Linked DNA regions of Mus musculus: region 2 is linked to region 1. Evidence: chromatin contacts called from public HiChIP or PLAC-seq data. All regions are on one chromosome and are shown on one strand. The core of a region is the stretch at or near the end of the contact, and the rest is flanking DNA. Distances in the headings are between cores, read along the strand shown.

Region 1 (5,180 bases), core at 1,439-3,938:
GCAGCCACTAATATTTTCTAATGACCCACACATGCGATTACAAAATAATCCAGAGGCAAAGATGGATTCAAAGTGAAAGAAAGGTTATGAGACCTTGATGTCAAAGATTTTTTTTTAAGTTTTTTAATACCTGATTTCAGATTCCACATAATCAGTGTCTGAAGGATAAACTTGCTCATGTTCTGTTTTCATGTGGTATCAAAAGAAAACTGGTAAATCAGGAAAGGCTATTTAACTATTTCCCCTTTCTCCTGTTCCTCTCTGTGTGAGTGTGAGTTGGTGTGCATCTCTGTGTGTGTGTTTGTGTTATACATGTGTGTGCATCTGTGTGTGTAAAGGCCAGATGAGGATGGGATGTCTTCCTCTATTGCTCCCCACCTCATTACCTTAACATGAGTCCTCTCGCTGAACACAGACTCTGCGTTGAGGCAGGCAGCACCCCAGCATCTGCCTCTCTCCACCCTGCAGTGCTGGGGTTACAGTGCACCTGGCCGTGCGTTACATTTCTGGGGACTCCGGGACTAGAACCCAGGTCTTCCTGCTTGCACAGCAAGCACTCTTACCCAATCAACTGTCTCCGTAGCCCCTATTTATCTCTTTCCAAATCTTAGATTTGAATGAGACTAGTTTTTTCTCCATATACTTGTACTGAAACAACATGTCCCAGTGTGTTGAATCCCAAAACGGACACAAGTATTCAGCTATTCTATTCTGCCAGATGCTAAAGAGATTTGCAAAACTATCAATGCCAGTATTCACATTAAAGTTTGTATATTATCATTTCTTGTCCATTTAAACAGTGTTATTACTGCTTGACATAGGGGTACACATACCCTGTAAATCCAGCACTTGGGAGGCAGAGGCAGGTGGATTCCTGAGTTCGAGGTCAGGCTGGTCTACAAAGTGAGTTCCAGGACAGCCAGGGCTACACAGAGAAACCCTGTCTCGAAAAAAATCAAAATAAACAAACAAACAAAGGTTTAAACAAAGTCTCACTTTTCTTTCTAATAATGTTGATACATGCCAATCAATTTTACCTCACAGACATTCTGAGGGCCTCTCAAGGAGTCTGCACTAGTGTGAAAGATTCCTGTAAGCAACAGGTTTAAGACATGAAGCTCAGAGTTCCTCTCTAACCCGCTTAGTTACCTACTTAGCAACCCAATGCCTTCTTTAACAAATATTTCTATTCTTCTGTCCAAAGGAACTTATTTAGGGCTGGAGAGATGGCTCAGTAGTTAAGGGCACTGACTGCTCTTGCAGAAGACACAGATACAACCCCTAGCATCCACACAATGACTGACTTACAATCATCTGTGACTCCAGTTGCAGGGGACCTGACACCTTCCTCTGACCTTTGCAGGCAGCAGACACACAAGCGTATGTAGGCAAAACATATAGGCATGTAGGCAAAACGAATATACAAAGTAAAAATCTTTTAAAATTCAGAACCTAATTTTTAAAAGTATAATGTTGTAAGTGCCCCTAAAACTGCTTTTTCTGTCATCTCCTGGAGCCTTGCCTATGATCCCGTGCCCATACAGCCTGGTGCTCAGCAGAATGTTCCCGTCAAACCTTTGAGACAGCGTTGTGTAATTCCTGCCTCCCTTACATTCTGCTAGGCCAATTCCCACCACCCGGCCTCTCCTGGCCTGTCTGCTCCGCTAAGAGCTTGGAGTTTGGCTTGCTTTTCTGTGCCTGAGCTCTGGCCTGGAATTTGCTCCATGGCAGAAATCTGGAACCACCTAGTATCTGATTACCTCATCTGTCCCTTTTCAACCGATTTCTGAACCTTCGATAACTTTGTTCCACCTTCTCTAGTTTTCTGGAAGCTTCCGTGGAGAGCTGGCCCCATGTCTGTGGGCTTTTGATAACTGGAATACTCTTTTAACCCCCTTGCTCTGTTTGAAACAAAAGGCCCTGGATTTTAGCCATCCCAGGCCCTGGGGAGTAAGCAGGGCTCACCTTTAGCCTGGCAACATGGGCCTTCTGAGGGTTCCAGAACTCTGACCTTAAACTCCAGCGCTAAACAACACGTTGCCCTCCCCACGCTTCCAAAGAATGAAAGGGAAGCATTATATTTTTAGCTTAAAAGTCCTGGCTTTCAAGGGTTGGTATAAATTAACATGGCGGAAGGGGGTACATCCTAAGCCAAAATGTTAACAAGGACAATGGGCCTCTGAGAAATCAACTTCTAGTCTTTTTTTTTTCCTGGACTTTCCAAATTTTAAATAAATGAACAAGGGCTATCTTTAGAAAACAGAACAATGTCCCATATTTGTGGTCCCCTCCCACTGGCTGACTTTTCTTTGTGCTTTAGTACAAATATAGGCCAGGGTGTGACTGATAGTTGATAGCTCGCCTGGGTGTGGATCCTCCCTTCCCTGTCTCCCAGAAGAAGGTTCTTTGAAGAGCTTCCGTGTTTGTCCAGCAAATGACTACAGCCTAAGAAAACTCAACTTTCTCAGAAAAAATTTCCAGACATTTCTGATTACAGCCAAGTCTCCAAGAGAAGCCTGAGGGAAGGAGTCCTGAGGAGAAAATGTTTTGTTTCTGACCAGGGGCTTGGGCCCCCTCACCCCCTCGGGCGCCCCACTCTGACCCCACCCGTCCCACCCACACCTTAGTAGCCTTTGCTCTCTATCAGCTCAAGCCCAACAGAGGGTAGCCCTTCTACTGTGATACCCAGCTGCTGTCACTCAACGCCTGCGTCCCCTTTAAAAATGAAAACAAGTTCCTCAGACTCCAGAGCAGGAACTCTGGAGACGTTAGCATATTCTGGCAAGGCGCCTGATGGATAATAGATAACAGGTTATCCAGGAAATAATTAGAAGCCTGCGCCCACACGGATCGGTTGCACACACTGACCCCTGTCATTCAGGATGTGGCCCTGACAGTAAGAACCCTTTCTTCTTTCGCTTTCAGGCGTCAGAAAAATGTCAGGCTTCTCTCCTGCCTTTATGCGGTGACAAGTTAACAAATGCTGAGTTTCCAAAAGGCACTTATAAGACCCTCCGAAGCATGAGTTCTCACGAGTCTGGGGAACCAGTAGGTTCCCTCCCATGAGCCCCTGGGCGGGGCGGGGTAGGGGAAATCACTTCCTCAGCCTCGTGCTGCTGTGTAAGGAGTCCTTGCTTCCTTCTCTCCACCCCTCCCTGTTTCTTTCCACCCCTTGCCTGAAGTTCTACCCCTGACCAGCTACTTTCAAAGTCCATGCCTGGCTGCTGAGCAGAGTCTAAGTAGCCACCCGGACTCTTCTCCAGCTGGGGACATTACCCCACACCCCACACCCCCAATATGCACCGATTTTGTTTGCTCTGAGATTCGGAAGTATTCACTTTTGTTTGTTAAGTACAGTCTCTGTATGCATCCACTGCTGTAGATATGTTGATGCGGTTATGACAGTCCATGGCTTCCACCATCTTTATCTTTTTCTTTGGTGAGATGTGTGATCTGAATGTAGATAGGAACTGTGACTAAGGGACTTCCCTGCCTTCCCTGCATTGAGCAGATGAAGATTGCTAGTAAGTCTATTCTTGGATCCTAAAGGCAGTGGGTTCCATTTTTCTCTTTCTACATCTTTGAGTGGGGTTGCATGTTTGTTTGTTTGTTTGTTTGTTTGTTTGTTTTTCTGTTCTAAAATCAAGAGTAATAATAAAGACCCCTTACTCTGACCATGACATTTCGACCAACACATTGTGTGTACCTCTGAACTCGCTCCAAAGTCTCCCTTTATTCTCCTCATTTCACAGACCAGAAAACTGAATCTTGGGGCAACTAAAAGTAAAGTAAAAACTGGAGTTATCAGATCCTAAGTTCTATCATCACACAAGCCTATTGTCCTGCACAAACAAACAGGCAAACCTGGGCCAGGCAAACTACACCATGCTACTTCATTCACGTCTTATACCCATATACGCTAACTCTTTCAAGGAAAGAGACCTGTGCCCTGGAAGTTATTAAGGAAAGCCCTCCCTTGAGAAGGGTGGTGGGAAGCTGTGGTGTATCCCCTATAGCATCCAAATCAACCATAGGTTTCATTTCATTTGAACCTCACATTAGAAATGAAGTTTAAGCTAAGAGCTGAGAAACGGTTTGCTCCAGGACCTTGGGTTTGTAGGTAGTTTGGATTCAGACTTCTAATTCTTAACTCTCTCCATACCTATGTTACCATCTCAGTCATCCCAAGATGCTTCAACAAACCACACAAAGAACTGTGCAGGCCTTCCCAGACCCTTGGCTTGTTTAGTAGTTAATAGTTTGTAAAGTTAATCATGTGGTCAAGAGTTTGCACTCCAGAACAAAATTTGCCAAGGTCAAATGTCAACTCTGGCACTAGCAACTTCTAAGATTCTGCCCCAGTGTCATTGTTTCCTCAACTAGAAGATAAAGGAGCATAGTTAGTCCCCTCAGACTGCTCTGAATAGGGTGTGGGAGAACGTGATGGGGTCATGATCCCTTCCAAGGAAGCTATCAGTAAACGGAAGTTGTTAACAATTTCTGCTGTCACCAGTAGCTGAATTGACAGAGGAGTGCCAGTTTCAGCCAGCGTAGTTTATGTTTTCCTGTTAGAGACAGACAGGCTCTCCAGAGTCACTGCCTCAGCTTCAATCCCCACCACCAGTACACACGAAGCAGACACTGGGGCAAAGGTTTGAGGACAAGGAGTTAGCTTGGTCAGTGATCCCACAAAGTGAGAAAGTGGGAAAAGTGAGCCAGGGATGAGAGTGTCACAGAAACATCACAGGAGTGTTACAGGACTATCAAAGGAGTGTCACAAGAACATCACAGGAGTGTCACAGGACCATCACAGGAGTGTCACAGGAACATCACAGGAGGCTACCGCTTGGGACTAAGCTCTGTATAGACTCAACAGACCAGAAGAAAAATTGAAATCAAACTGACATTCTCCATCACTAAACCAAAACTAAGTTGTTATCTGGACTTCTGGGAGGGGTGGATGGATCACCATCTAATCAGTTAGCTTTTTTCTATTAGTTTGTCTCTCTGCACTCCCTCGCTTACCAGGAAAGTAGCTTTGAAATGACCAAGACACTCTTCTGCTACTATTGCTCCTCTGCTCCCCCTCCTCCTTCTGCTCCTCCTCCTGCTCCTGCTCCTCCTCCAGCTCCTCTTCAACTTTTCTTCTTCCATTTTCTTCAGTGCTTTTATATCCATAA
Region 2 (5,180 bases), core at 1,079-3,578, 94 kb before region 1:
TTTTATTTTATGTTTGTTGGTGTCTTGCATGCATGTATGTCTGTGAGGGTGTCAAAAACCCTGGAACTGGAGCTACAGACAAGTGTGAGCTGCCATGTGGGTGCTGGGAATTGAACCCGGGTCCTCTGGAAGAGCAGCCAATGTTCTTAACCACTGATTCATCCAGCCCCCAAAATAAATGGGTACTCTTAAAAAAATTATTGACTGCATTTTATAATGATAAGAACCTAAATATCTCTCAAAGCTAGAGATATTAAATGTTGTACCTAAGATCATCTGCTAGTCAATAGAGCAGCTGGCATCTGAACCCACATATGTGTAACTGTGAAACCAGTATCCCTCCCCCACATTATGTGGCTTCTTAGTGTACATGTAGGTCTCTCTGACTGCCCACTCATCTTCATCCCTATCTTCATCTTTCTCTGGTTCCACTCCCCAGGGTGGATACTCATAACTGGTCCTGAAGCCCACGCCTGAGTGCACTTGAGCAGGCATGTGCTCTAGAACGAGGCTTCCTGGCTTCCCTGTGTTGTCACAGCTGTCTGGGTTGTCTTCTACTTTCTTTATACTCTGTCTCACCTGGGCTGACTTTCAGACCCAGTGAGTACTTGAAAAATATCGATCAAATGCTATCAGGAAACAACACGAGTCGGGACAGGAACCAAAGCTGATCCCCTGGCAAGGCCTTTGGGTGCTGAATGAACCAGGCTCAGTCAAGTCTGGAGCAGGAAAGAGCAGCCTTTTTGCTTGCAACGTGCCCAGGGAGTTGTTCAGAACAGGATGGCTCTGGCAACAGAAGCTCTTACATTCCCCAGGGTCTTGTAAGCCCTAGCAATCTCCATCTTCCTTCCCCTCCTCCCCACCAACAGCAGTTATTAAGCAGCCTAATTATTAAAGACGACGGGTGGAAGAGAAAGGTAGGAAATTGGAGGGTTGGATCAAGCTCTTTAGAAAGCCAGAAAAATGACTGTGCATGTGTAACACCTCACTTGGAGAACGATGTGGATGGTCCTGACCCAGCCAGGTGCATTGTTAAACCTGTGGGGAAGAGATAGGCAAACAGACCATTTTTCTCTCTCACTCACAAATACTGTGAGCTCAAAGCTGAACTGCCAAGACTCCAGAATAAATCCTCTGGATTTATTCTCCCAACAAGGCCAGAGAACTGACAGACTCTCAAGCAAGAATAATGTCTGTTCAGTGGAATGCTTAGGATATCCTAAGCATAAAGACATTCTATTAGCAGATTGACTAGACAATAAGCTCCATTGGTACGAAGCTGTACTCACCTTATTTTTAATTCTAGGATGGAATCCAGTGTCTGGCACAGGATGGATGCTCAGGAAATGCTTACAGGAACCAGACATTCGTATTCCACCCAAGGCTATCGCTGAGTGAATGAATGACTATGGACGTTAATGAATGAGAAATGCAGTTTAAATGTACCCTTGACAGGAACACGGGTTTCTGCAGCCATGGCTCGGGCTCTCTAATTATTTAGGAAGTCTGCATTCTTTTCTTAATTTCATCTTGACTTTGTCCCCTAAAAGACAGAGCTTCTGATAAACAAATATGACTGCTAAAAGAAAGGCAAAAAAGAGAGAATTCTGCTGGCTTTTCTTCATCCCCATATAGTATCAAATAGTCCCAAACCTCCAGGCTGTCTAGGCGTTCTGCTCCTCCCATCTCTGCACAGGCCTGGCTGGGATTGCTTCAGGAGCTGAGAACATTTGCTTCCAGCTTTTCTGATCCCTTCCCTTCCACTCTTTACTCTCTATTCTTTATTCTTTTTCTTCTCCAGGTAATTCTGTGGGCTCTGTGGGCTCAGCTGGAACCCGCTTCTACAGATCCAGCAACTCTCAATTCCGTGGGCTTAGCATCTTTACATAGAAAGCACATGTGGTGGGCTGAGGGTGCATCTCAGAGGTAGAGCTAGCAAGCATGAAATCCTAGATCGCCAACACACACACACACACACACACACACCCTTGAAAAATCATCATGGGGAGGCAAGAAGTGACATGCATGTGAAATGGGGCGGGCAGCGGGGATGGAGGTGGGTGATGGGTAGCCTTGCTTCACAAGGGTCCTAGGTAGAAAGATGGTGAGAACTATCATGCTTCCCTTTCTACTGGCAAATAGATAGGTGCAAGCCACGGCAGGGGCTTCGTTTGGAATTGAAGTATGAATCTGGTGTATTTTACCAAGACACAAAAGTCCATTGCACAGCTGAGAAACTGAAACCCAGAGCACAGGAGACTTCCTGCCGTTCCCCAGCCCCAGCTGTGTGCCTCACCTTGAGACTGTTCTCAGTGGACATTTGCAGCCTTTGTCACACAGGGACGTAGCTATTTACTAATGTCGTTTCCTGCTCAGTTTTCTGTGTACTCTCAGGGTACAGAAACCATGCCTTTCATCTTTTCGACTCAGAAGGATAAAGCCTTCCGCACACTTCTCTGAAGTCAACCGGCTAACACAGGTACAGCTGGTTCAAGACCCAGGTCTCTCCCATTCTCTATCCCTAGTATCCTTTTAGAACATTTAATAAAAGAAAATGGGCTGATGACTTATAAAATGTCAATTAAGTATTTGTTAAGTCCATAAACTACCCAAAGAGTCACTTTTCATTTTTTAATTAAAAAAGAAAAAAAGAGGTGGGTTAGGGATATAGCTCAATAGTAGAGTGTTTGCTTAGTTTTCTCAATAAAGAAAAGCAAAATAAAATCCTCCAAACCTTTGTCTTCTGTTGCTTTTGTCAGGAATCCCAGGCAGTCACTCAGAGATGAGCTAGGGGTCACATTTCTAGTCCCTGCACCTGAAGTAGCAGGACACTCAGATCTATGGAGGCAGAACCTCCAAACACTAGTCTCCATGATGGTCTCCCTGCTAGGTGCGAACAAATTTTGTGAAGTAATTTGGTGTGAAAAAAATATCACCCTCACCACTTGTCAACGCACACTGCACTCTGTTCAGGCCACAAGTGAAAGCCATCACAATTTACTACTATGTTCCTAGGCCTTTGTTCTCACTACATAATGCAGCTGTCCTAGAACTCGGGATTCTTTCCCTTCTGTCTCCTGGAGTTGCTGGCCTTCGGGCAGGTACCATCATGTCAGCTTTTTGTGCTGCTTGGGGTCAAACCCAGGGCTCTCTAACACATACTAAGACACTTGCTCTACCATGGACTAATGGCCTCAGCCTTGCGTCTGTCTCTGTCTCTCTGTTTCTCTGCTGGCTTAGAACTTACTATGTAGCCCAGGCTGGCCCCAACGCATGGTAACTAACTTCCTGTTCAACTGCCCAGGTGCTGGGATTATAGGCATGCACCACTATGGCTGGCTTTTTCCTCTTTTAAAGAGACCAATGCCCCAAAAAAGTCTGCAAATCACAAACACATCGTTTCAGAAGCTCCCAGAATGGCGTAGATGTTTTGAGAGCATAAACTAAGCCTCCATCAATACAAAGATTGATTGCAAAGGTGATTTACGTACTTCGCTTTTTTCGTGTGTTTTTACTGTCAAACTCTTACGTCCTGGAACGGGCCATGTCTCAAAGGTAACTTTTAGATCAGTGAGTGACATTTCTCAGTTACTCCTCCAGGTATCTGGGATGAAGCCTGCTACATAGTTCATTAGGTAAAAACTTGTTAAATGATTAATTAACAGGTGTATTTTCAGTTTTCTTACCCACTAAGCCCTGTCACTTGAAATGAACCTAGAACATGTGCTCTGTCTCTGAGGACACTGACTGCGCTCCTTCATTTAACTTAAAAAACAGAAAGATAGATGATAGATAGATCATACATACATACATACACAGATACATAGATGATAGATACATATATAGATACACAGATACATACATAGATACATAGATAGATAGATGATAGATAGATAGATAGATGATAGATGAAAGATAGATGATAGATAGATCATACATACATACATACATACACAGATACATAGATAGATGATAGATACATATATATATATACACAGATACATACATAGATACATAGATAATAGATGAAAGATAGATGATAGATAGATGATACATACATACATACACAGATACATAGATAGATGATAGATACATATATAGATACACAGATACATCATAGATACATATATAGATAGATGATAGATAAATAGGTGATAGAGGAGAGTAAGAGAGAGATTGAGAGAGAGAAAGAGCAGTCTGCTGTCTGTTGTTGGGGTTTATACCACTGGGTTACAGTAGCATGCACTTTTTAACTTAAAAAGTACTCAGAAAGAGAGGATGGAAGGTAGCCTTTGAGTTTGTTGTGAAAACAGAACAAACCCCACCAATATATAAAATAGAAAATGAGAATCCACTTTCTCCTCCATCCTGCCAAAGGTAATTGCCACAGACAATGAGATGCCCAGCACTTAGCGGGACATGGAAGCACACATCGATAAGAATAGCAAGTGAGACCCAGGAAGCCATCGAGTTCAAGGCCAGCATGAGCTACTATGGGAGACCATCTCAATAAAATAAAATATAGACTAGAGTAGAGACCCCTGCTTCTCGTGTATCATCAGGGGCCATTCTCTCCAAAGGCTGCTGTGTTTGTTAGGGTGTCTGGCTGGCACTACCAGTGTTTTGCTCGAGTCTCCTTGGAAACCTTGTCATTTCTACACATAGCAGCCCAACTTCTGGTAGCCAGTACCTCCACCTAGCTGTATGTTTCTCTCTAGCCGCCAAAGCCAATGTGACTGCAGCTTGTTGTCGGCTTTCTTGGGAATTGATGTGCTCTGGGACAAAGCCTTAACTCAAAGCCATTGGAGTGTAAACACTTCAGCTCTCTGCATCTCAGCTAGGATGGTCTTTAGCATGTGCTTGGCACTACCTGCATAGTTTCCCTGAAAGTTGAAACTCCAGCCACTTCAGTTTATGGTGCAATAGGCAGCCTTTACTGGCTCTCCATACACCACTTCTCAGTGTAACCACTTAAGCTCCTCAAACAAGTACCTTGTACTAGGCATGTGGCCTGCTTCTGGGGTAAGATAAACAAACGCATGCTCTAGTTTGCCTCAGCACTTTTATTATGACTATTTAGAGGCTTTGTAGGTTTTTTGGTTTGTAGGACCAGGAAATCAACACACCTCCTCACATAGACTAAGCATGTCTGGTTCTGCTACCAAACTACATCTTCAGCA

What was found. HiChIP or PLAC-seq counts read pairs in DNA pulled down with a chosen protein or histone mark.
Region 2: a contact with region 1 is called in a RAD21 HiChIP or PLAC-seq map of pro-B cells, with 2.8 times the contacts expected there. The contact joins two enhancer-like sites. A contact is called at or near these places in 1 of 15 datasets of contacts at CTCF or cohesin (pro-B cells), 10 of 484 Hi-C or Micro-C datasets (B cells, the Ba/F3 cell line, CD4 T cells and 7 more), 7 of 115 datasets of contacts at active chromatin or transcription factors (CD8 T cells, DN3 thymocytes, the HPC-7 cell line and 4 more) and 1 of 9 other capture datasets (embryonic stem cells).

What each region holds. Positions count from the first base shown.
Region 1 is chr12:77,058,114-77,063,293 of GRCm38.p6, reverse strand. No RefSeq gene overlaps it. Among named protein-coding and RNA genes, the nearest start is that of Gm35189, 5.6 kb to the right of the region's middle. Within about 2 kb of position 2,688, at least 189 of the 459 cell types and tissues checked have an H3K27ac peak or open chromatin away from gene starts, as enhancers often do. A contact at or near this core is called in pro-B cells, where this site is marked.
Region 2 is chr12:77,151,424-77,156,603 of GRCm38.p6, reverse strand. All of the region lies in intron 1 of Gm40446 (a long non-coding RNA gene), which reads left to right. Among named protein-coding and RNA genes, the nearest start is that of Gm40446, 38 kb to the left of the region's middle. Within about 2 kb of position 2,328, at least 11 of the 459 cell types and tissues checked have an H3K27ac peak or open chromatin away from gene starts, as enhancers often do. A contact at or near this core is called in pro-B cells, where this site is marked.